4 separate regions of the Zea mays genome follow, and regions 2, 3 and 4 are each linked to region 1. Evidence: chromatin contacts called from public Hi-C data. All regions are on one chromosome and are shown on one strand. Each heading gives the region's core, a stretch centred on a gene start, on an enhancer-like site or on the middle of the called end of the contact. The rest is flanking DNA. Distances are from core to core; before and after follow the strand shown. Region 1 holds the start of LOC100278308. Region 2 holds the start of LOC103653847 (NAC domain-containing protein 7). Region 3 holds the start of LOC118476959. Region 4 has its middle 12 kb from the start of LOC103655593.

Evidence for each region. A called contact is a pair of places that touch in the nucleus more often than the background predicts.
Region 2: a contact with region 1 is called in a Hi-C map of ear, with 2.4 times the contacts expected there. The contact joins the promoter of LOC103653847 here to the promoter of LOC100278308 in region 1. A contact is called at or near these places in 2 of 25 Hi-C or Micro-C datasets (ear and tassel).
Region 3: a contact with region 1 is called in a Hi-C map of endosperm, with 2.8 times the contacts expected there. The contact joins the promoter of LOC118476959 here to the promoter of LOC100278308 in region 1. A contact is called at or near these places in 6 of 25 Hi-C or Micro-C datasets (bundle sheath, ear, endosperm and 3 more).
Region 4: a contact with region 1 is called in a Hi-C map of tassel, with 6 times the contacts expected there. The contact joins the enhancer-like site here to the promoter of LOC100278308 in region 1. A contact is called at or near these places in 2 of 25 Hi-C or Micro-C datasets (ear and tassel).

Annotation. Positions count from the first base shown.
Region 1 is chr4:154,503,746-154,511,528 of Zm-B73-REFERENCE-NAM-5.0, forward strand. It overlaps LOC100278308, which reads right to left and starts at 2,752. Exons shown (of 3, transcript NM_001151624.2): 1 at 1,282-2,752. The coding sequence starts at 2,430. It overlaps LOC606399 (kinesin-related protein 1), which reads right to left. Exons shown (of 13, transcript NM_001308496.1): 5 at 7,696-7,777; 6 at 7,536-7,603; 7 at 7,391-7,456; 8 at 7,179-7,303; 9 at 6,735-7,062; 10 at 6,391-6,489; 11 at 5,641-6,318; 12 at 5,008-5,318; 13 at 4,204-4,890. The coding sequence ends at 4,557.
Region 2 is chr4:154,052,552-154,060,334 of Zm-B73-REFERENCE-NAM-5.0, forward strand. LOC103653847 (NAC domain-containing protein 7) reads right to left here and starts at 3,245. Exons shown (of 5, transcript XM_008680655.2): 1 at 2,696-3,245; 2 at 2,413-2,550; 3 at 552-737; 4 at 188-462; 5 at 1-11. The coding sequence starts at 711.
Region 3 is chr4:154,857,028-154,864,810 of Zm-B73-REFERENCE-NAM-5.0, forward strand. LOC118476959 reads right to left here and starts at 5,001. Exons shown (of 2, transcript XM_035967362.1): 1 at 4,476-5,001; 2 at 2,226-2,527. The coding sequence starts at 4,986. The coding sequence ends at 2,472.
Region 4 is chr4:154,162,390-154,170,172 of Zm-B73-REFERENCE-NAM-5.0, forward strand. No RefSeq gene overlaps it. Among protein-coding and RNA genes, the nearest start is that of LOC103655593, 12 kb to the right of the region's middle. Within about 2 kb of position 3,307, at least 12 of the 20 cell types and tissues checked have an H3K27ac peak or open chromatin away from gene starts, as enhancers often do. A contact at or near this core is called in ear and tassel, where this site is marked.

The DNA.
Region 1 (7,783 bases), core at 1,502-4,001:
TCAGCACACCAAATTGCCAGCTAAAGTTCACAACAATTGGCACTTATTTTAAAAGATAGTTCCACAAGACATTTAAAGAATAAAGTGCTCAAATTATTCAAAACGAGAGACCAAGCTATGATGTGTGATAATAAGATGTCCTCACAACATGTTAATAAAAACAATGCACAATATGTGGCCACACCATTTTAGAAATTCATGGCTATATATAAAATATGTTATATATGCTGAAGATAAGTTAGACAGGTAGTGTAAATCAACAAAAGAGCAACTTTGCGGAGTTAGAGAGACAGGGAATAGCCAGTACACAGTAAGATTGGTGTATCTAGGTTATCCTACTACACTAATGCAAATACTACAGATCTGTGGACGGTGCCCATGGGGAAGGGTTTGTTTGAACAAACCCTTGCATGAATCAAACTGCATAACAGCTAGCAGGACAGTAACTTTGGACAGTCTCATGACCAAGGGATGATGGCCAAATTATACCGTCTACTGTGTTGACAAGTAACAACACAGATTTGAATATACAGGAAATTAGCTTGGTTTCAAGCATATCAGCGGAAGGGATAAAGCAGTCTCTCCGCATTTGCGGGGCGAAGTTTGTGACGGTTTATCGCTTCCCCAGACTCCACTCATGTGGGAGCTTCCGGCACTGGGTCTGTTCTTTTTCAAGCATATCAGCCACTCTCTGACTGCTAGTTCATGGTGAGCTAAATATCTAAAAAAAGGATTGCAAGAATTTAGCGGGGCTATCATCTACGCTTGGCGGAACATTTGGAGAGGAAGAAATGAAAAGATTTTCCATAATGAGTATACTTCAGTTGTTAGGCACCTAGATGCTGCTACAAGTTTAGCGCTCACTATCTTTGACCTATTGCCGTTTTGGCAACAGTAGTCAGGCTCAGCTATATGCTGTTTCAGTGGGCTTGTGTCTCTTTCATTTCTAAAATTAGCAGTGACTATTGAATTCTTTTTTTCATCTAAAACAAATCAGAAAACCCTGTCAACCTTTCCAGGTAAAGAAAAATACTAAGAAAATCTTAAGGTCATAATTCCCAAATAAGCTGATAGAGAGAACAGTATGCCAGGTTGTTTAACACAAGTATTTTATCCACGAGTCTTTCACTGAGGACAAAGAAACAGTTATCCTTCGCTACTGAATGCACTATCATATAAAGTGAAGGTCTTAATAAGTTGTTCGGATATGATGTTTCTGCATAGTCCTATGAACACAAACATCATCAACTGGTTTATAAGTACAAAAGGGAGTAAAATCACCTTAGAACCAGACGGCAAGTTTGAATAGAGATCTCCCATGCGGATGCCATCCGCCCTCTTGAAGGACCGATTGATCTCTGTCGGTGACTCCTGCATCCCTGCCTCCCCTCGCACATTCTTTGGCGAAGGTGGAGGAAACATGAAGGCTCTACTGGGTTCCGACATGTTCCGATGGTGCACAGTGCCCCTGCCACCGCCGGCCTGCGGTATGGTCATTGGTGCAGTCTCACCGCTAAACCGCGAGTGCAGATAGCCAAACGTCGGTGGCGAGGGCGTGGGCGACGCGTAATGGGCCGGCGGAGGCGAGAATTTAGCCGGTTGCCCGAGCGTGTGCGGCCAGGGCGCTGGCGACGCCCAGCTGTTGGGGCGCCGCGAGGGCTGCGGAAAGGGCGAGCCGGTGGCCTCCGTGAGCGAAGGTGGGAAGGCACGCATAGGCTCGGCCGCGGGGCTGCCGACGTAATCCGTGATGATCGCGGCGGACGCGAGGGAAGTGACCTCGAAGTTGAAGGCGGCGAGGCTGGGGAGGTACTGGACGGAGACGACGAGGCGGCCGAGCTGGGTCTCGACGGGGGCGAGGCGTTTGGTGCGCATGGCCGCCTCCTCGGCGCGGGAGAAGGGCGCGGCGAAGGAGCCGACGCGGTGGCCCATGCAGTAGTTGTACACCTGGCCAGACGCGCAGAGCCTGCGGAAGGCGCGGTACGCCGGGAGGAAGCGGAGCGCGGCGTAGAGCGACCTGAGCAGCGTGATGCATCGCTTGTACGCCCTGTTGACCGCCAGCCCCTCCCCGACGGCGGCGGCCGCGGCGGGCGACGGCCAGGGCTCGCACGCCACGGTCCACCTCTCGAGCACCTCCTCTGGCCCGCCGCCCGATGGGGCCAGGTACACGTCCACCACGAGCGGCTCCCCGGGGGACGGGTCCGGCAGGTGCTCCGCCGCGGGCGGCGGCGGCGGCGCGTGGATCGGCAGGTGGAACCACCGGTCACGCCTCCGGAACGCCGACGCCGACGCCGCCGGGGCCGGCGGCGCGTGCGGGCGCGGCGACCGCACGGCGAGGATGGCGTGCAGCGCCTTGAGTAGGAACTGTGGCACCATCAGCTCCGCGCCGGCGCGGCCGCCGCCTGCGCCCGCCGAGTCCGACAGGCTCGCCATTGCGGATCCCGAAAGTGGTCCCTCCTCAGCCCCGTAGCAGCGGCAGCGGCAGTAGTCAAACTGCACCGGGCCCCGCCGCTCTGCATGGCTGCATAAATCTGGCCGGCGCGGGTGACGGACCGTGGCGCGATCGAATTCGAACTGTTTGGGAAGGAGAACCAGATCTGTTGGGCGACGGGGTGGGGGGAGGAAGGGAATTGGGGATGGATTCCTCTCCGGTTTTGAATCCGGGTATCGAACGGGTCGCTGTTGGTGCCGTCACTGAAGCACGAATTTATTTATTTTGGCGTTTCGAATGATTTGGTGTGTAGCAACTAGCGGCGAGGGATTTGTAGCTTCGCTGTCGCGGACGGCGGACCCAACAACCACTGCGATCGCGTCCCGGGACTGCGCGTGGTTTCCCCGATTTGTGAGGACGCTTCTGTTTCGGGTGGGTCCGTGAATTGCTAAGGGGCTTCGAATCTTAGAAAATAAATGTTGGTCGCTGGAACATGTAAATGATGATCGGCGCCCGTGGATGCAATGTCGTGCACGTAGTACTATGTTTGTTTGTGATCTTGGACTTGGTTTTGCCGGGATGAGAGGAAGGATGCTTCAAGGGAGTGCACCGTCTCTCTCTCTCTCTCTCATCGTTGTCCGCGGGTGGCGGCTGCGCTTGCTTTGGCGTGTGAAGAATCGCAAGACGGCGCGGAAGTGCTTGCTTGTCTGTCTATAGGAAAAGAGCGTGTACCCGCCATGGACTTTTGCAACGAAAGTGAAACGAATGGACGCTGGCTAGTGGCTAGTGGCTAGTAGCTAAAAAAAGAGAACACGAGCTGAGAAACTAAATTGGAATCAGAATAAGGTTAGGCTCATCCTCCTCCTAGAGCTTGCAGGTTGGAACGCATGGGACGCGCGCGCGACCACCGCCGGGGAGGATGCGCGTGACCGGAGGAGAGGACACACGCGTTGCCACCGTCCAGGAGGTCGCGTGCGGCCAGCGGGTGGAGCGGGGCGAGGAGAGGAAGGCGCGGCGTCGGAGTAAAGGAAAGAGACGAGGTAATCGTTATCTTTTTAATCAGTTCGATGATGAGTATTTTTTGTCTAACTCTAGAGGTCTATCGGGGTTTTTGTGTGCGTGTGTGTGTTCTTTTACTCAATGCGATGATGAATAATTTTAGTCAACACTAGAAATCTACAAGTTCTTTAGCATCCTTCAGATACTCTGGAAAAAAATCATGGATCTGTAGCTTATATTCAATTTTTTAGTGGATCTGAATTTGGTAAAGCTAAAATATTAAAGTTTTTTTTTAAAAAAGCAAATCTAAAGTTTGTTTTACAAACTGTAATACTGCAAATCCCTGTACAACATATGATACTTGTGCGTACAATGTTCCATGCTTCATTCATGGCTCAATCACTAATTGTGAATGTAAACCGAGACGCCCAGTGCGGGCTTTGTGCTCACATTTCGTGAGCACTATCAACAATTCATACTCGTCACTGGTGAACCCTTATATGTGTGGGATAGGATGAGTACCTACCTATATTTGTTTTTTTCTAATATCTTTCGTATTGGCAGCTTGTGCAATAAATATGGGCCATATACGGGAGAGTGCGGGAAATACCGACCATATATCGTGACAAATACGGACCATACATCCGACTAATATCACGAATCCCCTACACCAAACTCATAAAAAGATATAGTTTCCAACTATTTACTTCTAAATTTATGCAGTAATTCAATATGCAGACAGACAAATATCATGAGTTCACGGTAGATGACCATGATTAGCTATAGGGACCAGTCCCAGTGATTTTTTTTCCTGATGGAATGGAACATCACGTTACTATTGCGCTGTTGCAGCGCACGTCAACACGATAACACAGAAGAGTCAGGAATTACAATTACGGTCGTAGGATAGGACGATGTCGTCAGCAATTGAGGCCTGATCGGCGGCGGCTAGGCAGAAAAGCATGCACGAAGCCAGCCGCACAAACAAATGATGGCCCGGTAGGTATCCTACTAAAAAACTACAGAAATCAGAAGGTACCGTACACCACACCAAGATAATAAAAAAAAAGTGGGGGGGAGGGTAGTTACATCTCTTAGGTCAGTCGCTCGCACCGTTCATCCGATCCGATCAGCCGAACGAAGGGATCCCGTATCTCCAGCCATTGGAGGATCGCCGGCGAGGGGGCGGCTGCTGCTGCGGCGCAAAGCTGAGCCCGAACATCTCCCTGAGGACTTGCCCTGGCTCCTGGAGCCCGATCAGCTTGGCGACAAGGGAGGCACTCTCCCTGACATGTTCTAGGTCCTCGGCCTCGGTCCAGAGCCGGCGAGCGACCTGGAGCTTCCTCTTCTTGGAGTCCAGCGAAATGCCCCATTTGGTGTACAGGCGCTCCCTTTCCTCTGCCGTGAGCCGCTTCTGCATCTGCCTCGCAAGCATCTCCCGTTCACGCTGCAGCTTCTTGGCGCTGCATGAAGCGGTTCATTGGAGAATCATTTCTCATTCTAAGAGAAGACGTTGCGACAATTGTCATCAAGTTATGATACAGGAAAGTGCAAGTATATATATAAATATATTCGCTTACCTCGCAGCGGGGGAAGAGTTCAAGCTGCCTACCACCGCATTGCTAGGGGTGTTTCCCCGAGAGTAGGTATCTCTGAGGAATGATAGCCTCCGGAGCTCCACTTCCATGTAGATTGAATCAGCTTGTTCTCCCTTGAATAGCAAGAAAAAGTAGGTCCTGTGGACTAAGGAAATACAGCACGCGTGCCAAAGCCCGATGATCTCTTGCTGTTTCTTCTCGAATTCTAATGGCCAGCGAGAAGGTGATTGCGAAGCATCAGCAATCGGGTCCAAACCAATGTTCTTTATGTCTACAAATTCTCCATTTGTAATCTGAAACAAGGATTAACAAATATTATTATGGTAAGTTGATAGAGGAAGAAAAATCAGCAGATTAGAACTAGTTTCAAATTAGACTAGATTTTACAGTATAGTTGAAAACACAAGCAATCAGTCTACAAACAGAACATCTGCAAGCAACTCTTCACATGGTCAAAACTGGTGTAACATGCGGTTTTTCTACTCCTATAATGGGCAACTGGGCATAATGTGCATTTGAATAAAACCTTAGCATGCAACAGAACTTCGCCATACACATTCTATTTCAGTGAGCTTCAGTGACAAGCATAAACGTCATATGATACTCAGTTTGTACCTGATTGCCTAACTGTTTCTGGTAATGAACCTGAGCCATCTCTTTCAGTTCAGCAACAAATTCACCTATACCAGTAAACTCTGCATCGCATGCAGCATTTGTCTTGGTTGAAACTACGGATCCTGCTCTTGAAAGAGTTTCACTTTCTGCGTCATGGTTCGGTGTTGATCCCCTTCTATGATTCCCTTCAGGCCTTCCAGGGAAACCAACCAAACTTCTATGCAGAGGGGTGCCATCATCCATCTCCATGCCATCAAACATGGTAGAACCCATAAGTGATCTACAGCTCCTGCTTCTACCAAGTATTCTGGAGCCTGATGAGTTATGTGTCGACGATCCTAGATCTCTGCCAAGACTAACAAAAGGCCTTTTGATATTCTCCAAATGCTGCTCCAATGTGATAGGAGATTCACTAAGGAGCCTTGAGCGCCTAGAATTCACTGATGCATTTGAACCGCTTCCATGCAAACTAGAATTCATGTTTAAACCTTGAAGGCTACTGCTTTCACCAGCTGACAGGTCCAACTGTTCATTTCCTCCTGTTCCACTGGTCCCAATGCATCGCACGTCCTTGAAAAGATCTGAATCATCGTGAGAGATCTGAGAACTATCATCCCTGCTGATGCCTGGGGATATTCCAATTGATGGAGGACTGCGGGCTGAACGCTTCCCTGAGCCCTACATGCATAACCAAAGTAAATGTACCTGTGAAGAAACAAGAAGATGAAGAGCACCTTATAAGAAGTTTACCGAGTGCTTCACTTGGTCCCCAACAGTCTCCAGCAAATTCTGCAATCTAGACTGAGCCAAATCACGCTGTGACTTGAGTTCTTTAATTTCTTTCTCCATCTGCATGTTAAAGGACACACACATCATTGATATGAAAAGAAAGTGGGTTTTCAATAAAAAAAATGTAACCGTGCTGATTGCAAGAATATATCATACATCATAGGTACAGAAGAAGCAAAGAAAGCGACTCAATAGAAATAGAAACACAATTCTTGCACAGAAACAACAGTTTTAAGTAAATTTCAATGCATCAATTGTGACATAAGAGCAGAAATGTATTGACAAAAGGTTGGAAGAAGATGTACCTTTCTAATTTGGTTATCCTTTTCCTTTACTAATGCTTCAAGACTGGAATTTGAAGCTGGTTGCCGCAACTCACTCTCCAACCTAGCAACTTCCTTTTGCAAATGCTTTACTAGTGCTTTATCAGACATGACCACATTTACCTGAGCATTTGTAACTACTTCCTTTGCACAACTTCCAAATAATAAAGTATTTCTTGAATGCTCAATATGGCTAGTGGCAGGGCTCAGTGTACAGATAATAGCCGTTCTTGCATTACCTCCTAAAGATGGTTGTAATATGCGTGTGAGCTTTGAATCTCTGTATGGTATGTGTGCATTACTCCCCATGCTGCATAAATAAAATGACAAACTTAAGTTTTTTCAACTAAAAAAACTAATACCAGAATAAAGTGTTTCCTATTAGCATGTGAATTAAATAAATGTACTGTGAGTTAAGGTAATAACCTTAGTTTCCTAATGACAGTGCCAAGGGCAAGCAAACTTCTGTTAATATGGCAGCCTTCTTTTAGCCTCGTGCCAGCAGACAACGCCTGAGATGCACGCTCACTTCCTGCTAGATCAACAAAGTTCTGCATGGGAAAATTAGAGCTTACAATTTGTTTCCACATATGTATAGATATAGAAAAACCCATCACATATTTGCTGGGTGTACTTACAGCACTAGCGACAAGTGTAGTTGACTTGTCCTTCCCTAGGAACTCCCGTGCAGAACTTTCAATTGTCTGCATTAATAAAATACACAAAGATTTCAGGGAAAAAAGCATAGTTCCAAGCAATTTCTTAATGTAAACAAGGACAAACCAATCTCAGTATCTGATGAGATCTGGAGCTTTTTTCATTCAAGAAGGTCTCCCCTGTCCTTCTTTGAGCTGTTGCAGTCACATAATGCACACATGAGACTACATCTAAGAACAAGCACCAGCTACAAATAATGTAAGACACCACAAGATCAATACTGCACCTTCACATACAGAAATAAGCCCCTTGAGGTGGTTCCAGTCCCTTAACACAACCTCTGTAAGGTTCTCCACATAGGTGCCCTTCTGTAT
Region 2 (7,783 bases), core at 1,995-4,494, 450 kb before region 1:
CATCCTTCCTCCTGATGAACGACCAATTCGTGCATCGTCCACGTACGTACGTGCAAGCAGGAGGAAATGCTGTCGTCAGCTGAGCTGAATGGCATGCTCGATGACTCGATGGACGATTTGTTGTTCAGCTTGCTAACTAGCTAGGGATCGTACGTATCGGATCAGGCAGGGCGGCAGGCTTACGTACAGGGGCGGCGGTCACGTTCTCGGTGGTCTCTAGGCGGTACTCGTGCATGATCCAGTCGGACTTGTGGCCGTTGGGCGCGCGGCCCCTGTAGAAGACGAGCGTCTTCCTCATGCCGACGAGGCAGCTCTTGGTGTAGATGGGCTTGTCGCGACCCGTCGCCTTCCAGAATCCGGCGGTGGTCGCCCGGTTTGTGCGGGTGCCCGTCGGGTACTTCTTGTCCTTGTGGCTGAAGAAGTACCACTCGTTCTGCTCCTCCGTCCCGATCTTGCACTTCTCTGCATGCCCATTCCAAAATGCATGTGTCTATTTAGCAGCAGCTATGTATGTATATATATACTTGTTTCAGAATTAATGTACTTCTTACCTTGGAGATCCCAGGGCTCAATTTTGTACAGATCGACGTCTTTTATGACGTCAAGGTCGATCTTGTTGGACGCCACCTTGTTCCTCAGGTAGTAATCGACCAGCTCCTCGTCGGTGGGGTGGAAACGGAATCCAGGGGGGACATGAGAGAAAGTGTCCATCCTTTCGATCAGAGGATCCCTAGTAACTACACGGAGTAACATGACATAGATTCAGTACAAGTTTCATCAGCAAATTAAACATGCCAGTGCTATGCACTGATGCACTAAACTAGCTAGTTTTTCATAGCCACGCACACGTAAAAGGTTACCTGGCCTGTCATACCACACGCTCTACTAGAGTGTGGACACCCGATAATCATGCTAATAAGAAGCCATATGAGAGAAAAATGAGCTATTATATTAGTACCACATACTGGGTATATAAATGTAGGTGCCAACACTAGTATGCATGACACATCAATGCTAAGGTTTGCTACTCGTATTAATAATACCTTTTTTTAGCTAGTGATACAAGTAAATACTTTATCAATCTTAATTAACAATTGATAAAGGGTGCAAAGGATTAAGTTAGACCGTTTAATTTGGATGCATAGGGCTAATAATTATTACCCAGAATTTTTAGCCACATTAAATTCAAACATGAAGGTAATTAATAGGTGAGCTATTTTTTTTAGCCAAGCCTTCGACTAGTTGTTAGCAAACTTGCTGATCAACCCTATCTAATCCATATTAATTTGTACTATCAGCTAATAACTAGCCCTAACCAATCTAAACACACCCTTAATAATTCTAATAGAGAAGAACCAATGCTGCATGATAGCTAAACTTAGCACACAAACCAGGTGAGGAGTAGAAGTTTCATTTCATTTCCACTGGGATGATATTTTCAGGGGGGAAAAAAGCGAGCAATCATGGCAGTAGATAAAAAGTAGACACTTTCATCATGTATACGATTACAAGATTAATCCATTGGCTCTCCTTGGTTCCTTTTGTGCCAAGGAAGCTAGCTCAGTGCACATGCGGACCTTTGTGCTGAAAGAAATGTAACCGAAACAGCAAGAACATGCATCAGCTAGCGCAAAAACGATATTTCTTTGCCCCAATAGATATGATGATAGATTATATGGCAAAATAGTTTTAGAAAAGATTAAACCTAATATTTGGGAATGTTCGTATTAATACATATAACTGGAGAAAGGAAAATTAATACACCGAAATGCACCTGCATGCATATATCTTTCAAATTGAGAAAAAAAAAAGGCACGCGCGGTGCACACACACAATTACAGAAGATAGAGGGCCGGGTCCGTTCTGACGACATAAAATAACATATTAATATATCAGCCTAATTAAACTGAAACATCCTCTCCATGAAACAAAAGGAGGTACGGTAATGAGGGGGAAAAAACCAATGCAAGAGAAGAGAATCTGGCGGCTCCTTCAAACACTGGAAGTTATTTGTAGAAATTCCATAAGAAATATGGTTCAAAATTTCAGAGACATGAGTTTGGGAACACTCTATTATAGGCCTTATTCCGTTGTTGTCTACATGCATGCTGGATCTCTGTTATCTAACCTTGTTAATTTTACACAACAGAGATATATATTAAACACTCTAGGCCTTATTTGGGGGGTGCATGAATTTGGATTTTGGAAGTTAGCTAAGGAATGTACGCGCATAATTAACCTAGCTACCGAGCTACTAGTATTGGTAGCTGGGAACCGGCAGTGTCGTCTGGTGGCACACTGCACTACACACAGCAGCATCGATCCAAGAACTAATTAAGCAAATGAAAGAAGCTAATAACAATGCACTATATATACGCATATATGCACAGGGAGAGGTGATCGAAGCCTCACCAAGCGTGTGCGTGCGCCAAATTTATCTAGTTCGCCCAGATCGAGTCCACCAGTCGAGAGCCAACGACGACGCTTATAAGAACACAAACTCACAGTCACAGCTCCTGAACAGTAGCCTGCCACGCACCTCTTGTAACCCTGCTTGGGCCCCGGGCGGACGAGATGGATCAGGCGATCAGCTAGGCACCACCCTTCACCCAGTCAGTCGTACTCTCGGTACAAACGCCAGGATGAGAGGGAGAGGAGAAGAACAGACATGTATGAGTTTGGTTTGGGGGCTTACCACCACCAAGCTGTAGGTTGCCTCCACTTTATATACCAGCAGCTAGCAGAAGCAGCAGCTGTCGTCCAGGTCAGGGACTCAGCAGCAGCTAGCAAGGCAGCAGCACGCTGGATCGATATCGCTTTCACCGCCCAGGCCGGGGAACGAGAGGGACGACACGGAGACGGAGCGGAAAGCGCGGATGGATTGCGGGCAAAGTCTGGGTGGAGGCAGAAATCCTGGGATGCCTGGATCTGCCTGTGCCCTTTCCCGATTGGCCTGCCGCCCGCCCGCGTTCCTTTCCCCCACTGTAACCGCCACCACCTCCACCCGCCACCAACAGCGACCGCCCGCGCGCGCGACTGTTTGCGCTAGCCAGCAAGCAGCTCGCCGTCACCTCGATCGCGCGCCCGCCTGAGGCGGCAGTGGCCCGGGCAGCCCCTGCACTGCACGTCTCTGTCAGGCGCTCTAGCCGCGTCCCGGCGACCCTTTGGCGAGAGAGGGATATGACTGAGAGGGACAGGCAGAGACGCCGGGAGCGCGGTGTGGGATGGGATGGAGATGGAGTGGAGTGAAATGTAACGGGGGAAGCCGAGTTGCGCCCACAGCCCACTTATATACGGCTTCGTGGCGCTGGCTGGAGAGGGCCGGTGCCACTGCTGGAAGCTAGCTTTAGCTGGACTGGAGAGTCCTGGAGGAGGCGGAAACACCACTACTGCTAGAGTGGAGTGCTACTGTGCTAGTGCTCTCACGACTCAGCTCGGCGTTGGCTCTGCGAAAATGCCACATGCACCAGGCACAGGCAATCCTCGGTCGTCGTAGCCTCGCCTCGTAGATCGTAGCTAGCACTCTCCCTCGATATAGCCATATAGGTCGATCGGTACGGTGCGCCGTAGTTCATAGCATCGCGCTAGTAGCTAGGGGTGGCCTCCTGGGCCATCGAGTCCAGGCTTCTACTACTGTCTACTGAAGGAAGCCGTTCTCCAAATAAATGGAAAAATCCTGTGTGAAGGAAGTCAAACATCTTAACCTGTCCATTAGCAGTGTGCCGCAATTTAGAATACCGCATTTCCTATTCTTGAAAACGAATTAGCAGCGAGAGAGATCGAAGATGTTCAGTCCTAAGACGGTAAGGTTGAGAACAAGTTTTGATAGTTGTATTTAGATTAGATGCATGCTGGAATAATATAATAGTGTTGGCGCCAAACATCGGAGATGAACCACGTGACGGTACTCTCTGCAGAGGCGCGGATAGTACGTGGCACTAGATCGTACGGTCCACAGCCTTTTAGTGAAGATTGACGAACCAAAAGCCTATGCACTAAGCCTGATGCAAGTCACCAGCTTTTCAATTCGACAGGGTGACCATTCAATAGAGCTCTAATGCATAAAGGCCGTTTTGGATTGCATCTTTCTCGGGCATGACCATCTGATCAAAGGATTAAAATGTATAAACGGAGGTGCCCCAGCCTGAATAGGCAAAGAGACTATATGTACCACGGGTTTATTATCGTACCATTCCACTATTGGATATATAGGACAATATATCGACGATGAGTAGGTGGGTGGAAAGTATCGTGGTATCACTGGATGAATAGGTGATGCTTATTGTGTCGCCTTTCAGCCGTTTTATTCAGACGTTTTCTTTTAGCGGTTGACCGAGGTTTCTTTGTTGGTCGATCGCGTAGAACGACCTTCTTGCTAGCATATTTGGAGAGCAATTGATCAAAAATAGGACCGGCTTTGACCAGCCGACCATGTGTGTTATATGGGTGTTTTCCCCTGTGTCTCCTTTTTCGCTTTATGTGGAGGCTGACGACTTTGGCCATGGGCGGATTGTCCGGCTGAGTTAGCCAGACCGTCTGTTTGAGCACCGGACCGTCCGCGCGCATGTGCTGGACCGTCCACGATGCTCGAGCCAGGGAGATTTGCTTGGCTACTCGATTGAGCCTGCCTCTCGACGTCTCCAGACTTGTTAGTCTTCTTGTCCGGAGCATTCCGAACAATCCCTCCTCGTGATATATTCGACATGTGCGAATCACCAATGACGATGTTTTTGCCTTTGTCTTTATCGGCCACTTCTGGCCGAACCAAGACTTTTATGCTTGCTAGTTCTATTATATTGACATGAAATAGTTGCATGCCCACTTGCATCTCCTAAAAACATAATCGGCTCTCATTTATGGCAGATTATATCTGTTGACAAAAAATGTTACAATCATTAGTGGCATGGGAAAAAGAATTATACCACTTGCAATAAGCACGTCTCTTTAACTCATCTAGAGGAGCAAGAGTATGAGTTACTTTAATGTTGCCACTTTTCACTACTTCGTCAAATATAAATCAGTCAACCCTAATAATTCATATTTATCGAAAAAGAAATGCTCATGAAATTTCCTTTCTAAATTCTAGGAATTAATGGAATTAGGAGGTAGGACGACGTACTATGCAAAATCGATACCAATAAGAGATAAAGAAAATAAACAAACACGAAAGGCTTTCCCATCGACCAATTCACTTAGATGTGCTAGGAACTGGCCTACATGTTCGTGTGTGCTTCTACCACTTTCACCACAAAACTTGGAAAACTCCGGTATCTTTGCCCCTTGTGGGTACATGACAGTGTCAAACCAGTGATCATATGGCTTTTGATATGGCTGCCTACTCTGGCTACACTAACTCTGAGCCTATCTCCAAATATTTTAGCCATCCCTTTCCTAATTTTCTCCATTGTGCCCGATGGCAGGCCACCAAACTCTAGGCCGTGTGGCTCATTTGGCCGGGCATTCTTATGCTGACCTTTCTTCCGTGGCCGATCGAGAACGTTACTGGCCTGTGTTCATATGGTGCGATGTGGTTTAAATATGTAGGGGGACGAACGTACTGCTGATGTGGTATGTAATAAATCGGTGCATAGTGTGCAACAGTAGGTTCTGCGTATATGTATCCGGACAGTCCGAACCAGGCGGCGGGACAGTTCGACGCGATGCCAGACCGTTCGATGGTAAATCTGAACTGTATGGTTTAGTTCACTACTATCGGGGCGCCACATGGTGGTCCTGGTGCAGCCCCGGACTGTCCGGTAGGAAAAGCCGAACGATCTGATGGTGTCTTGGGGCGGCGATCTGCCAAGCAAGGATGACAGTGATGATATTTGTCCTGTATATGAATTGAAGAGATGCAACCTCGATCTCTCCATATTTGACAACCTTCTGGTGACGATCCACTGAGAATTGTGATAAGAATTTCTCCTTCGCCTGACGCATGTAGTCTTCATATTGTTGTTGCTCATCGGCTGACAGACTTTCAATGGCCGGCTTACGGATATTGTCTAGGGAAATATCGGTGTGATCTTTAGAATCGACCATTTGAGGGTCTAATTTTTAGTAGATCTAGACACTTGTTCCCCGGTGGAGTCGCCAAAAAGTGTGTTTGGCACCGATCTAGGCGCCAAACGACGGAGATGAACCACGTGACAGTGATCTCTGTGGGGCGCGGATAGTCCGCGACCCTAGGTGGGACGATCCGTGACCTAGGCGCAGGAGCGACTCCTTTGCGTACGTCCAGACAGTTCGCGCCTGGGGCTCGGACGGTCCACGATGGCGTAAAGGGTCGTCATCTTCGCAGCAGACATAGATATCGCCTTCTAGTAGGGACCCCGTCGAGGAGGAGAGATCCTAGGGTCTGTCTTCACGTTGGTAGGCCAACCAAGACGTCTCTAGTCTATATAGAGCCGAAGAGAGGTGAAGATTTGAGATAGAGGAAGGCTAAATCAGGACTACTCCTAATGTATAAGGTAAAAACGATAAGTAGAGTTGATTGGATCGATTGTAAGGGATTTAATCGGTCGTACCACTATATAAAGGTGGAGGTTTAGACCCGTTACAAGTTGATTTTTGAGTTAATCCTACATGTTTTGTTAATAAATCTTGCTAGAGCCGTCCAACCACTTGGTGAAAGTGAAACTAGCCCTCAAAGGCGCAAAAGCATGCAGCATATATGCAGTCACCTACCATGGCGCAGCAGCCGAGCTGTCGAAGAGACTACTATAGGATATAGTACGTGTGAATGAGTTGTTGGATCTTTTATGGGCTTGGCCCATTTATTGAATAAACTCTATGATGTGTAATGGTGGAGAATACCAATAGTACCACATTGGAAGTCCAAGGGTCTTTTGCCTTGACTTATATGGTGGGATTTATTCCACTTAACTTGAGAAGTCAAGAAATGGACAAGGGCGTGCCACACGCGCGCGCGCGCGCCGCCGCCGCCGGCCGGGCCGGGCGTGGCGTGGCGTGGCGTGGCGTGGCGAGGCAGGCAGGCAGGCAGGCGAGCGGGTGTGGTGTGGTGTGGTTGTGTTAATTTTTAGCACTCACTAACCGCGTACGCCGAGTGACCTTGTCTCTTCGACTGCCGAGTGACTCTGTCTCTTCGTCAGCCAAGCCGAGTGACCCTTCTCCTTCAGCTGCCGACTTATGGCGTGACTCGGCAAGAGCTGGCCGACTCATGGCATAACTCGGCTAGAGCTGGCCGACTCTTGGCGTGACTCGGCGACCTTTCTCCTTCAGCTTCCCTCTGCGAGAGGTTAAATAGAGGAGCACCCCTGTCATACGGTACACGCGAGAACACACTTTCAGTCTCACAGTCCAGCCGTTAGGTTTTTGGGGAGCGTCTACGCGACTGCCCAAAACATCTCCAACATGACAAAAGAAGCTGGTCAGGGATCTGGATCATCAGAGCGCATCGGAGGGTATGATCAGTTTATTTACTTACTGTTTTACGTGCTGCAGATTACATATGTTTCATATGTTCACCTCTGTAGTTTCATATGTAGTCACGTATTTAGCTCTTCTGTTCTGTCATTTTATAATATGTTATATCTGTTTGTTTTAGTTTTACAGTCATGCTGTTTATATTGCTATCTACTTATTCTTAATTGTTCCGTAATAATTCATGAACCATGTTTATATACTTATTTTATTTACATGCTTTATGTTCCCTTGATCCATATTGGTATGGATCAATTTAAGATCACGATTTCTATGGTTAATTATTTATATGTCATCATCATAATGTTAATTTATGGAATTAAAATAATACGGAAAATGC
Region 3 (7,783 bases), core at 3,751-6,250, 360 kb after region 1:
GCTCACGTGTATTCCTCCCTTTCCACCATTGGTCAAAAAAGAGGTACCAAGGGTCAAACTTATTAGGACTGTCAAACCACTGGAAAAAAGCACTTCTCATAATCCTACAAGAATGGGACGAAACATTAGTACACATCTTTTAAAGAGTAAAAACATAGAAGTGAAAAACTACCTACGTTAAAACTACTGCATGCGTAAATGAAGCAAATAGTTGTGTCTAGATGTTTGGATTGAAATACCCAAGCCGGTCTGCCACATTCACAGTTAGATGCATCGAGATATAACTCTCGAGAACGACCTCTCTTCCACCACAACTTATCTCAATACATGTCTTCCATCTATAAAACGATTTAATATTCACACCACTAGAGGAATATCAAAACTGATTTAAACTTATAAATAACATGGTACTCATTATTTCAAAACCCTAACAATTTTTAAACCCACAATTCAAAAACTATCTAACAAATCTTAATCCCCATATTAACTATATATCTTAGAAATCATAACTAATAGCAACATGTTCACCAATCAAAACTAATTAATCTAAACCCTAAGGAACCACAAAATATATATATCGAATGATTACATAGCAAATGAATAAGTGAGACACCACACCTTAGTATTTAAGCTACATGGACCCAATTCAAGCTTTCAAACTCTAATACGAAGATTGGAGTAGCTCTTGACGGTATGGAAAAAGAGGGAAACGAGGGAGAAGAATGGCCGGGAGCATGGAACGGGGCAAGATCTATGGCACCGAGAGATGCCACATCGGCGTCTAGCATAGCAGCAGATGCCAGGGCAACCGAGACCTCGATGCCATAGGTCACGGCGCTGAGCCATGTTACCTCGCTGCCATGGCCTATGGCGCCGAGCAAAGGTCCAATAACGCTATTAAGTCATATAGGGACCAAACTTGAATTTCTTTTGAAAAGGGGCTAAATTGCAAAAAAATGGACAAAGGGAATGCAAAAACTACTAGAGAAGGGCAAGAAAAAAATCATTGAAGAAAAAAAACAAGGAGGCTACAACCACTCTATGACGCCTAAATGATGAAATCCACTATATCCACATATAACACACAAATCAATGATCTAGAATCTCTCAACCTATATTTATCCAACTTCCTTCACTATCAACAAATTTGTAGGTAGCACAAGAGCCTCCAGGCTACAAATTTAACATGTTCCCAATTTATGATGTCTACTCTGACAAGACTATTCTTGATGAGATTCAAGGTAGCAGTAATATTTAAGAGAGGTGAGGAAACCATGCTAGCAAAATCACTTGTTATGGTAGTTAAAGGTACAACCTGATATTTGTAATCTTTTTTGCATCCAAAGTCAATCCAATCTTGCAATCAACTTAAAGCCAGCCTCCTCATTTATTTCCAAGGGGGTTCATCCAACAAAACCAATGATAGCATACCTTTTCCACTATAAACATCAACGCAAGAAACCCTTAACTTTGTATTTTAGATGTTCTATTTTAGTCAAAGCACGCTTGTCCAATATACCACATGAAGATGAATCCCAAAACCCCCAACAACAGTAGAGTGGTCCTTGTTAGGGCAAGGACAAAGGAAGAAACAATATTGGGAAAGAGGGAAATAGGGAATTCCAAGATACACCCCATAGAGGTGGCCGAAAGATGACAATGTGCAACATAGAGCTGGGGTTGAGATGAACATGCTAGATGTGATATTAATGAAGAAGTTCTCAATTTTTTTGGAAATAGGGAGCCCAAATCCATGCATTAGGAAGTGCACAAAAAACAACAATCGCATTAGCATTTGGCATCAGATAAGGATCCTTACTAGGGACACATAATTATATTACTTTCTTCTCTTGCAACAATCCTTCCACATGGAAAGCCTACAGATATTTGGATTCGACTATGGAAACTTTGAGCTCCCATGGATGAGAGGTGGCCATGGGAACGAAATACAGATCTGGCAGCGACGGAAAAGTTTAGGTCAAGGGAGCTCACTAGAAGATGAAGAGATAGTTGTGATGTGTACGAGAAGGCAAGAATGTGAATAGATGATCCATAGAAGTTCAAGCGTCATAGGGAAATTCCTTCTATAATATGTTGCGGAAGTTGAAGTTGCATAGGGTGATTTCCAGTTTGAAGTGGTTGAAGAAGGTGAAGTGACATAGAGTGATGGAATTTGAAGTCTCAGTTTAGTAAAGTGACCAAATCTTGAACAAATAAGCTGAGTTGGAGGAATTGGACATGTACTAGTGACTCGGCCAGAAGTGTCACACCCGGATTTAAGGGATAAAGCCGGGTGCATCTCATATATGCGCCAAAGAAGACAACACATATAATAACAGAGTGTATAGAGATAAATGTCACAATATCATCAGAGTACTTATTACATAGCGGAAGTCTTATAAAATAAAAGATAAATATAAAATGAACTAAATTCCATCCTTGGCGCCATAAAGTCGACTGGGAGATGCCACCTAGATCAAGTCAAACTCCTCGTTGTGTGGCTCCTCTTGAACCACCTGTTCTTCTCCTGTGGGGGTGAGACAGCAAGGGTGAGCTCACATACGTCCATAGCTCAACAAGTTGTGGGGAATAATGTGCATGAACTCACCAAAGGTGGAAGTTCATGTGAAGCGTAAGGCTGATCAACAATAGGGGTTATAGCTGAGCATTGCTTTTAATAAGTTGGTCAAATTTTATTAGCAGTTACTAAGTGTAAGTAAATACCAAACCATAACAAGAGTAATAGAACAAAATTAATAATAAATCCCATGCAATGCAAATGACAAATTGAATTTAAGTTCCATAATTTAATAATGCGAGAGTCCTGAGCTGCTCATGACCGTGAGCTCGGCTAGTATACCTGTTTTACACTCTGCAGAGGTTGTACCCTGTACCCACAAGTCATGTTACCCATCTGCCACGGGGTTGTACGAGCCCCATACACGTCTACTAAGGAAGCAAGGCAGGGTAACACTATGAGGCCTTTACAAAGTTCCACTAGCTTTCGAAAACCCGCTACAGTTTCTGGGAATAGCAATGCAGGAATCCCTCGTCTGACCGCCATCGCAGCAAAATCAACCGAGAACCTCCCTACACGCCTACTCCCCTACTGCCCTTGCCCCTTTCGGGTAAGATAGTCTTCCACTAGCTTTCCTAATTAGTCAGCCAAGGGCATCCCATTTCACCCTTGTGGTGGTACGTGTTTCTCAAGTTAAGCTCCATGTTCCAATTAAAAATAATGATCTTGACATGAACATAAATAAAATAACAGAATAATTGGAACATGGATATAATGAAATATTAACCCAAAACCATGTAAAGCAATAGCATAACTACCCAAATGATTCAGGGAAAAACAAGGTAAAAGGATAACCGGTCTAGGGTGACTTATTGGGTCCCATCAATATTAAACCTATGCATTGATAAGTGATAACAAAGAACATTATTGGATAAAAAGTGGTCAAGGGCACAACTTGCCTTCAATGAGCTCCTGCTCAGCAACTTCTATCTGCTGAACACCGGGATCCTCAGCCATAGGCTCTTCTACTCGCCACAATACAAACAGGCATAGTATAAAAAAGAAATTAACATCACACCAAACATGTATACAAAATACATATTAATAATCTACATATTAAAATAAGATCATAGAAACATTAATCATTAATTTTGGAGTTACGGATTTTAAGTTATGAATTTCCAAAGGTTTTATGTGTTTGATACAAGATTAATTAAGACATAAATTTTAATATAGTTTGCATGTCAAAACAGAGAGAGACACTATGTGATGAACAGTAATATTTCAAAATTACAGAAACTAGAATGGGTCAATTTGGACTTAATATGAATTTTCTAGGAATTTTACAAGTTTCTGCAATTAATTTCATACTAAAAATCAATTTCCTTAATCATCTATTCCTTTTTACTGACTTCTGGACTGCGCACATGATTTAAACAAAACATAGGGTTCACTGCACAAATAACCCTAAGACTCATAGTTCCACTGATAGAACTGCGGGTTGAATCTCAATAAACCCAGGGACTCTTATGGAAGTGTGGCTTGGCAAAAGGGTATTTTGAACTTTGGGCCGCAGGATCGCACACCAACGGTGTGTATTAGATCGGCCCCGGGCCCGAACCGATACTCGCTCGCAGTCGTCGGATACAGATCCGACGGCCCAGACTATCAAGTGATCGCGATCGATCCACAAGCAAGAGATCGGAATCAGACGGACCAAGCTATTCGGACGAAACACTACCCTCGGATCTAATCTGCGTCGTAGATCTCACGATCGACGGCCAGAAACTCGTCGTCTACCTCAGCCATCCCGACCTGCGGCGCCTTCGTGCAAACCTAGATGCGGTGGACGCCATCGCCGGACTTCCGGATCCCGCGATCTAGCGCACTATCCTCCACTCTACGGGGTGCTACACAATCGAAGGGGGCTAGTGAACATGGCGCAAGGAGTACTCACCGGAGATGGCGCGCACAGGAGACCGGTCCGCGGTGAAGTGCGGATTGGCGCGGTCGCGGAGCTTTGACGAGAAATTGTCATCGGTGTGAGGATGATTTTCCCCCGCCGCACGAGCACACACCCGGTGGTACGATGACGCCTCCTGGCCCGATTCCCGGACCCCAACGGCGATGAAGTCGCGATCCAACGGTGGTGACCGACTCTCCCTCACGTATGGCGAATTTTCCTCATACGACGACCACGGTGCAGGGCTTGATGAGGCGAGGAAACAGAGAGGGGTTGCAGCCGTCAGCTTATGCCCATGGAGTGGGTAGGGTGGTTGAGGGCGAGCTGCTAGCGCAGGCGGGATCCACGGCGATAGCTCTAGGTCGTTAGCGTGTGGGGAGGAAGAACGTGCAACAGCACGTACGAGCAGATGACAAGGTGGGCCCGCGTGCCAATGGAAGAAAAGGGAGAAGCGAGCGCCACGGAGACTGCTCGTGGGCTCGTGCGGTCGGCGCCAGGAGCTCATAGTGATTTGGGCTACGCGGGGAAGAAAGAGAGAATGGGCCGAAATAAGACCGAGCAGCCCAATTAGCTGTTTTCCTTTTTCTTTTGTATTTTTCCCTTTTCTTTTTGATTTTCTTATTTGAATCTCCAATTTAAATTTGAATCCTCTTATGAGTTTCACCTTTGAGTCAAATGTACAAATTCAAATCCTTGTGTAGGAATAATATATTTTTATATACTTATTTTTATTCACATAGTATTTTCTTTCTTCTCTTTTCTCAAATCCTAGAATTTTCTTTAGATATTAAATTTTAATTTGGGTATTAATATATTTCATTTTACATTATTTTTATATTATCACAAAATGCACACAAAATGAAACCTCGGCATGAAGCATATTTCATTTAGGTGTCATTAGTTACTTATAATCTTTGAATGGGATTATTCTCATGCTCAATTAAATAGAGGCAAAACACTCCTATTATATGATGTACAAATTTGGGTATTACAAATCCTACCCCCTTAACAAGAATCTCGTCCTCGAGATTTAGGAAGGACTAGGGAAAAGATGGGAAATTCTATCTGAAGCTCTTCTTCTCTCTCCGAAGTAGCTTAATCTTCTCCATGATGACTCCATTGCACTTTGCACATCTTTATCACTTTATTTCTTGTAACTCAAGTCAAAGTGTCAAGAATCTTGATAGGATACTACGTGTAAGTTAGATCACCCTAAACACTTAGCTCTTCCATTGGTAACTGTTCTTCAGGGACACGGAGACACATCTTAAGTTGAGACACGTGGAATACATCATACACATCAGATAGATTATCAGGTAGCTCGAGTTGGTATGCCATCTCCCCAACTCGCCTAAAAATTCTGAAGTGTCTAATAAAGCGAGGGGATAATTTGCCTTTGACTTCAAATCTCTTCATTCCATGAAGTGGTGACACCTTGAGGTACACATGATCACCTTCCTCAAACTCCAGTGGTCTTCTTCTATTATCAACGTAGCTCTTTTGCCTAGTCTGAGCTACCCTCAAGTTTTCCCGAATTATACAGACTTGTTCTTCTGCCTCTTGAATAAGTTCAGGCCCAAAGAACTGTCTTTCTCCAGTCTGATCCCAATATAGAGTAGTCCTGCACTTCCTGCCATATAAAGCTTCAAATGGTGACATCTTCAGACTGGCCTGGTAACTATTATTATATGAGAACTCAACATATGGTAGACTTTTATCCCAACTGCCTCCATGCTGAAGGGCACAAGCTCTCAACATATCTTCCAATACTTGATTAGTCCTTTCAGTCTGGCCATTAGTCTGAGGATGGTAGGCCAAACTAAAATTCAACTTCGTATCTAGATTCTCATGAAAACTTTTCCAAAATCTGGAGGTAAAATGTGAACCTCGATCAGACACGATCTTCTTTGGTACTCCGTGTAAACACACAATCCAAACCATGTATAACTCTACAAACTAAGATCCTTTATAAGCAGTCTTGACCGGAATGAAATGCGCCACTTTGGTCAGTCTATCCACAATCACCCATATAAAATCATATCCTTTCGGGGTGTGAGTCAACCCAGTAATGAAATCCATGCCAATTTCTTCCCACTTCCATTCGGGTATCTTTAACGGGTGCAGTAGTCTAGCTGGTCTTTGATGTTCAGCCTTGACTCTTTGACACACATAACACATAGTCACATGTGCAGCCACATCTCTCTTCAACCCATACCACCAGTACTTCTGCTTCAAATCCTGATACATCTTAGTGCTACCAGGATGAATAGAGTAATTAGAATCATGGGCCTCCTTCAATATAGTCTCACGAAGGCTGTCAATCTCAGGAACACATATCCGGTCCTTGAACCATATTGTGCCTTGCTCATCCTCCGTGAATTCTGGACCTCTACCTTCTGTAATCAGATCTTTGATCTCCTGTATTTTTGCATCACCAATCTGACCCTTGCGAATTTCTTGCTCCAAGGTAGGTTCCACATCAATAGTGACTCCTTCAGTATGTGCAACTATTCCCAGGTTGAGTCTCCTGAAATCCTCAACAATCTCATTAGGTAGCTGGGTAATAATGGCTGAATGAACATGTTCCTTCCGACTCAAGGCATCTACAACCAGATTTGCCTTACCCGGGTGATAATGAATCTTCAAATCATAATCCTTAATGAGCTCCAACCACGGCGTTGCCTAAGGTTGAGATCCTTCTGAGTGAATATGTACTTCAAGCACTTATGATCGGTGTACACTTGGCACTTGGTTCCCATAATATAAGGTCTCCATATCTTAAGCGCATGCACTACGACTGCCAGTTCTAAGTCATGAGTGGGATAGTTCAGCTCATGTTTCTGCAACTAACGAGACGCGTAGGCAATCACGTGTCCTTCTTGCATAAGAACACATCCCAAGCCTTGGCCGCATGCATCACAATAAATATCAAATCCCTTCTATAGATCTAGCATAACCAACACTAGGGGTGACATTAATCTCAACTTTAATTGATCAAAGCTATCTTGGCACTTCCAGTCCCACTTAAACTCTCTTCCCTTCTCTAATAGTGTGGGGGACAGATATCCCCCGGGACCACTAGAAGGTAAGAAGGCCCCGCGAGAGGCTTTAGGCCTGCTATCTCGCTAGACCATCCCTTCGTGGGCCAAGAGGAAACTCCTGGTGGAATGGGCCGACGCGAGAAAGAAGTAGACTCAGGCCCAAGCAGCTCGTTGGACTTAAGCGCTATCCACAACGCCGACCCGACTTTCCCACGTGCAACGACCTTGAATATCGAAGCGAACTAGGGATAAGTCAGCAAG
Region 4 (7,783 bases), core at 2,057-4,556, 340 kb before region 1:
CATTTGACCAACACTTGTGCGCGCACAGTCACACGTACGGTCGTGTGTAGTGTAGCGGCCCCTTTGATTTGTTGCACACTCACACACATGCACTGGTGTGATTTGCGCTGGATCCGATCTCGCAACTCTGTAGCCTCTATAGGTAGCCTGGGGCGTACTATTGGGTGTTGGTTTTATGTTTTAGCAACATCGATTCGTGCCTTCCACGAAATGAGTACGATGTACATTTGCGCGCGCGCGCGGCTGCTGTGCTGTGTGTCGTCCCCGACCACATGCGGCGTGACAGTCAGACTTGGAAAGCGCCGCCAACCAGCAACGAACGGCAGGTGAGCATGCAGTGCACAATGCAAGAGGGTGGCAGCTATAGCCGCAAGCGTGAGTACCATTAGCATGCATGACTTGAGTGGAGGAGGGCCTCTCGATCAATTTCATGCGGACGATCTCTACTACTGATCGACCTTGCGCACATCACATCACATTGCTCGATGCAATGGCACGATACATAGACCGCATTATCGTCCGATCCATCGATTGAACGCCTGGCTGCTTCTTCTTCTTTTTTCACCTTTCCCATGCATCCTGGAAACGTGGGGCCCGGAAGACACACATCTTATCCACTTGCATGAAAAATTATGGAAAGGCAGGCCGGCCGTCCACACACATGGAGATCGAAGCGAGCTGTAACTTTTGCTTCCTTTCCGGCCTCTACTCGCCCCGGCCCATCGACGATGGCTCTGTAACTTTCGTCGTCGTAAGTGATGCTAAGCATATCATCATGGTAACCTAACCTAACCTAACCCCAAAAGCAGGCTGGGGATGTGATTTACCCGAGGCGAAGAATGGCAAATAATCACCCCTGGCCTTCCACCAGCATAACTGATGACTGATGAGTGATGAGCCATCTGCATGGCGATGGCGGGAGTCCGACGTGGGGCTCCTGGGTTGGTCGCGCATGGGGCCCGACCAATCACACCAATGGGGAAGGGGACGTTGCGGGCCGGCCAATCCTCCTCGGGCCCCACCTGCACCCACGACCCACCCACCTGCTCAGTGTACACCATCATGGTCATGGTGGCCGACGGCTGTACGTGCTGGATCTACGCCACCAAACTATTATACATACATACCGCGTAGCGTACAGTACTGCCAGTTATACTTTGCCAGGGTAGCCGTGTCGTGTCGAAAGAATGCGCGCGCGAAAGGCTGCGTAACCGCAGATATTTACAGATCTATTTCTTGGCCCGCCATCTAATACGGGCTTCTAGTTTGGTTTTATTCTGTATCGGTTTTTACTGTTTGTATAATGTTTTTATCTCCATTAGTTGCATCTGCAACAGTTAATCCGAAGCGAACAAACTCGTCTATTCGTGTAAATAGTGTTATCTGGATACTCTATTTTACAAATTCAACCAAGACAGCAAAATCTGATCATCTTCATGGTGTCAGACCCCCGCATGTCATCGACAGCTAGAGAGAGAGTGCACAGCAGAGATCAGGGGACAGGACAGGAGCGTGCGCCTGCAGGCAGAGAGAGCAGCGTGCGTGCGAGTGTATTTGTACAGCTTGCACAGACTTGCAAATACTACTGGAGTGGAGTAGTGCGTAGTAATAACAGGCTGCAGCAGGTCGAGCCAGCTAGGTATATTTTCTTTTATTACCTGCTATACGCTGCTGCTGCTGCATTCATGTGTGGTTATTACCATTGGCCATCACATGGAAAAGAGCCTGCAAAAGGCAAACGGAAAGCTAGGACGTTTGGTAAGATTAATTTGTCTGCTCATCTAGCCATGCCATGCCATGTATACGTCTAGGCTTGCCTGATCGGTATATACTTGTGTCTTCTTCCAACCGGAATTCAGGTCTGACTTTTAGCTAATAATCCGTCCCGCCTTCTCCATCTTAGTAGAATTTAGTACTTATGGTTTAACTAATTGTTATATTCTTTCTAGGACTAGACGAGGTGTTTGCGTTATGCCTAAGTATTTGCTAGAGCACGCTGCACGAGAGTTGGTTTAAGGACCGTTTGTTCCATTAGTCTCTTAGGACTCAAATTTAGTCCCGGGACTAAACTTTAGTCCCTACCCTGTTTTGTTCTATAGACTAAGCAGAATCTAAACACATTAAGGCCTTGTTCGTTTCTATCGGATTGCACCCGGAATCGTTCCAGCTAATCAAAGCTTATATAAATTAGAGAAGCAATTCGGTTAGAAATCGTTCCGACCCACCAATCCGACACAAACGAACAAGGTCTAAGGGCATGTTCGGTTGTCTAGGATTGGACCTAGATTTATTCCAGCTGTTGAAATTTTATATAAAATAAGTAAACAATCCAGACAGTGATAGTAAATGCTACTCTTTAGTCTCTTTTAGCACCCATGTCAAAGACTAGAGACTAAAGTCAATCAGTCTATGTTTTAGTCATTCTGTTTGGTAAAAAGACTAAAAGCTAAGGACTAAAGATTAGTCTCTGTAACCAAAAGGCGCTTTAATTTGGCTGTCAAACCCAGCAGGTGACTGATGTTTGCCTCTGGGACAGTGACATGGAGCTACTGCTAGATAGGATGTGTACACTACTATACTAGCTAGTATACGGCTGGGAGAGGCGGCCTTGTCGTCTTCATTGTAAAGGCGAGTTGGTAATAAGTGTAAAACGTTGACATTTTCATTATTGCAAAAACAAAAAAAAACCATAGCTGTCGATAAGCTACGGGGCCGAGAGAGGATTAAAAAGAAAGGAACCATGATTGTTTGTATCGCTGTCAAAATCATTATTTAGAAGCAGCCGGCCGGTGAAATCTGCATGCAAAGCTTGATGATTAGAAACAGCTGGGACCGCTTTAATTTGTAGCAATAACCTTGTATACACCGATCTATCTATAGCATCTGCTATAGTGACGAAGTTATAACTTGAGCTAATCAGCTGGCCCTTTTCTTCTTCTTCTTTTTCATAGGTATTAGGCATCACCTAAGCACACAAAGGGGTCGTACGACGGAGGACCTGTTTTGCCTCACTCAACAACAAAATTGGGAATAGCGGATTGATTAGAGCTGTCATGCCTGTGGACTGCAAGCTACCACTAGCAAATGTTGTGGACGACCAGTCGACCATGACGGGAAGTCAACTGGGTTATTTGGAACACAGAAATTTCGTAAAAAAATCCATTCAATTTTATGGAGAAAATATAGAGACATCTTCTTGTCCGCGTCGCCCGTCGCCTTATACGATCGAGTACAGTAGCAGTAAGTGTTTAAAAACATACCAAGTGCCGCGGCAGGCTCGTAGCGATGAGAAAGAGGACCAACGATTCGTCTTCGTGGGCATACAGCATCCTAAAGCCCACTTAGTTTGGTCGAGGCCCATTTGTCTCTCTACAACAGCGAAAATACGAGCCCGACAGTTTTTGTGTGCGTTTTTTTTCTTCTTCTTCCGAAATGATTTCCTTTGAATCTATTTTTGACGTGGGAAACTTAGATATTGTATTACAGGACTGTACTTTCTGCTAGAGTAAAACTCTCTTCTATATAAACAAGAGAATCATGGTCGCTTGAGAAATCCAGCATCCAGTCAGCTTTTTTATGTATTATTAGTCTTTTGTGGCTTAATTACTTTTCTGATCTCCTGTACGTAGTCTGTTGTATGTTACTCCTTTCGTTTCTTTTTAGTTGTCTTGGATAGTTCAATTTTACAATATTCAACGACAACTAAAACGAAACGAAGAAAGTACTCCGCGAGACCCAACGACGGACGACGACGTTCTTGATGGTCATATCGACCCTATAACAGCCTCGCAACGTATCTTTTTTATGGATATTGTTGCTGCGTATGACTGTGACTGTTAATAAAAGGAAGCTCCAACGTGAAAGCTAGCACGGCCGCAATCCCAGCACTGCTTTACTACTACTCGTTCTCCCCAACGAAGGCTTGCGTTAGCTCGTCGAACAGCTGGTGTACAGCAACCATCAACAGCTGAACCGTAGAGCAATTTAGCACGAACATGGCGTAATTTTCACTAACCTGTTGAGGTACACGACCGTCAACCAGCAATCTAGCAACGTCGGCTTCCCAAAAAAAAAAAAAAAGCAGCCAAAGGCCAGTATAAACGCAAACTCACCGCTTGAAACGGAGCGCAGATCAATTGACCTTCCAAGCTCCATAGAGTCAGGGTGGGGGAGCGGACAGTTAAGGACGTACGACGCCTGACAATGACTGCAACAGGCCACTAGCAGTCGATCGGCACAGAGAGACTGAAGAAAACTGAGTCCTCAAATCATCTGAGAGTAGCGTCGTGTGTTTAAAAAACAAGATAGTTTTTAATGTAATTTCAATAATTACTAGAAAAATATGTGAATTTAATAAATAAATCTGAGAAATTAACAACCACATCCACGTGCATAAAACATATAAGAGAGACAACGCTGCTTGTCTGACAGTCATTCTCAACAAGTTAAAAAATGTGAGTTGAAGAGGAAATCATAATCTGCTACTTTTGTAATAGTTAGAGCTCCTCAAGAATGACTATTTTAAAGACATAGTTTTATTTGCTGTCATTCTGTTGCATCAAAAAAAAGTAACTTGACTATGTATCATTCGACCTAGTGATAAACACCTATATATATATATATATATATATATATATATATATATATATATATATATATATATATATATATATATATATATATATATATATATATATATATATATATATATATATATATATATATATATATATATATATATATATAGGTATAACGGGAGCCCTGGACTTCGGATATTAAAGGAAGCCCAGGTCGGTTCCCGAGGTCTGGTCGATGGAACAGGCGCGCCTGTGTTTTAACGTGGGGCTGAGAGGTGGCATGCAGGACAGACGGCGCCGTGACGCGGTTGTTTGAATGGTAAGGGAATTGCGCGGAATTAAAGGGAATAGATGCCACATGCAAACGTGATTACTGTGATACTTGGGCGCGTAAATTATGGATCTTGCATGGTAAGTAATGTGCGGAAGGTAAAAAAAATGAAGCATAAGATGTTGAAAGATATGGCATAAAACCGAAACGGCATAATAGATGCATAAACAGTATATACCGATTGGCGTAAAACGTTGTGTCATTGTGCGTAAATTTTATATTATGAATTTTAGTTTGACAAAGACGTCGCCATAATATCGGGACGGTTTCGGAAATAATAGGGAGACCCTGTAAACGTGGATGCAGTTACTTTTATAGTATCCGAGATTTACTTTCATTCGGAAAAAAAGACCACTAAGCCTGCATAACTAATCAGAGTTGGAGATGGCCGGCTCTGGAGGGTCGCCGGCGATGGAAGGAGATGACGTTCGTCTTGATCTAGAGACAGAGGGAGGAGTTGGTGGTAACTCACTGGTGACACCACCGCCTGCTCTAATGGGTCCTGAGATCGCCGAGATGAGCATAGGGGAAGAAGGAGAACAAAGGGTTCGACCTTCTATGTCCAATATTAGCTCCAGGGAGATGGATACGCCACAGATACTGCGTTCACATGTAAGTCCAATCGCTGTATTTGATTATTGATTGATTATATTGTTGTGAACATATTCCATGGTACAAACAACAATGACAATGAAATAGCAGGCAAAAACATTGATCCAACTATAGTGCCAACGGTAGGGATGACTTTCAAGGATGTTGATGATGCATATAAATTCTATAAAAGATATGCATATGAAGTTGGATTTCCACTGAAGAAATACAGAGAGAAGACATTCAGTAAGTGGATAAATTGTTCACGTGAAGGTAAAAGTGCAGCAAAATCAAATGATACACCTAGGATGAGGAATAGATCATCGGGGCGTACGCAATGCAAAGCTAGAATAAAATTTAAAAAAAAAATATGATGATGAAAACAAAATGGTTGTAGCTACAAAAATTGAACTGGTAAACTTGGAGCATAACCATGAGTTCATAACTGACGAAGCAGAGAAACAACATTTACGTTGCAACAAAATTAGGGATGCTGAGTTCATAAATTTTGTGGATGCAATGCATGATAGCCGAGTGCCGCAGCATTGCATAGTTGATTTTATATCAGAAATGAATGATGGGCCGGAGAACGTACCGGTAACTGCTCAAGATCTGAAAAACATGTAAGCAATACTTTTTTGTTACATGTGTATATATCAATAGCCATGAATATTACTATAGTAAATGTGTGTGTAATAATTTTTTGTGCAAACAAATGTAGGAGGGCAGCCAGGAGAAGAGAAAATTGCTCAAATGATGTAGCCAAACTTTTGGCTTTCTTTAGAGAATGCAAGAAACAGAATCCACAATTTTTTTGTGATTTCCAGCTAGACGATGATGGGAAAATAGTTAGTATTTTTTGGTCACACGCAAGTATGCAGGGGGAATACGCAGATTATGGTGATGCTGTGACATTGGATACAACACACAAGACAAATATATATGATAAACCACTGGGCATGTTTGTTGGAGCTAACAGCCATCTGCAGTGTACAGTGTTTGGATTTGTTTTGTTGGGAGATGAAACTGTACATACTTTTGAATGGGCTTTCAATTCATTCAAAACATGTATGGGATGCGAGGGTCCAAGAGTTATGCTTACAGGTATGTGATATATACATTTGTTATGCAAAACAGTGAATTAATTTATTGTGAAAATAACTGAATAATCTGTGAGCAATTGCAGATCAAGATCCTACAATGCCAATTGCTCTGAGAACTGTATTTCCAAAAATAGTTCACAGACTGTGCTTATGGCATGTACAGAACAGATTTATGCCATTCCTAAATGAGATATATGCCAGGTTTGCTGTTAAGGATTTTAAAACAACATTCCAGTCTATTATACATCATCCATTAACTCCTCATGAGTTTGAATGTGCCTGGGAAATGATGCTAGAGGAGTTCAATCTTCATGAAGATATGACTCTACGCAAATTATATGAAATAAGAAAAGAATGGATACCTGCATTTTTTAAAAATGACTTCTGTGGGGTAATGGTATCTACACAACGAAGTGAGAGCATGAACAGATTAGTGAAGCAATCACATGTAGATGCGAACACCCCACTGCATGAGTTCGCTAAACAAATGATGAAAATGTTGCACAGCAGGAAAATGAAAGAATCAAAGGAGGCATTGGTGAGCAAGGTATGTCGTGCTTGTTAGCAATAACGGTTTTGCATACATTTATGTAAATAATTTGTTTAATTATGATAATAATGTGTTATAGGCACCAAGGACAACGGATACATTATATAGGTTCGAAGTGAGAGTCTCTAGAGCATACACCAGAGCTGTTATGAATAGATTTGAGGAATCAATGAAATACGCCACTGCATACAAAATATTAAAGGACCCAGACGGATGTGATAATGAATGGATCGTACATCATACAAAACGGTCTAATAAAATTGTGTGGGGACAACATCAATTCAAGATAACAGCAGACATAGAAGCTGGGGAGTATACATGCGAGTGCAAACAGTGGGAACATACAGGTTTGTACGTATTATGTTGGTTAGCATAAAAAATTTGCATACTAGAGAATTTGATGATTGTAGTACAAATTAATGTATATTTTTGAAATAATGGTTCGTTTTCATGTTTTCAGGTCTATTGTGTGTTCATCTTTTAAGAGCCTTCATGCATCTTCAAGTTGAAAAGATACCTTCAAAGTATATATTGCAAAGGTACACTGTCTCATCAAGAAAAGATGTTCCGTTTGAAAGAATTGATAAGAGCTTCAGGGGGAAGGATAGAGTTACTAAATCATACAGACAGA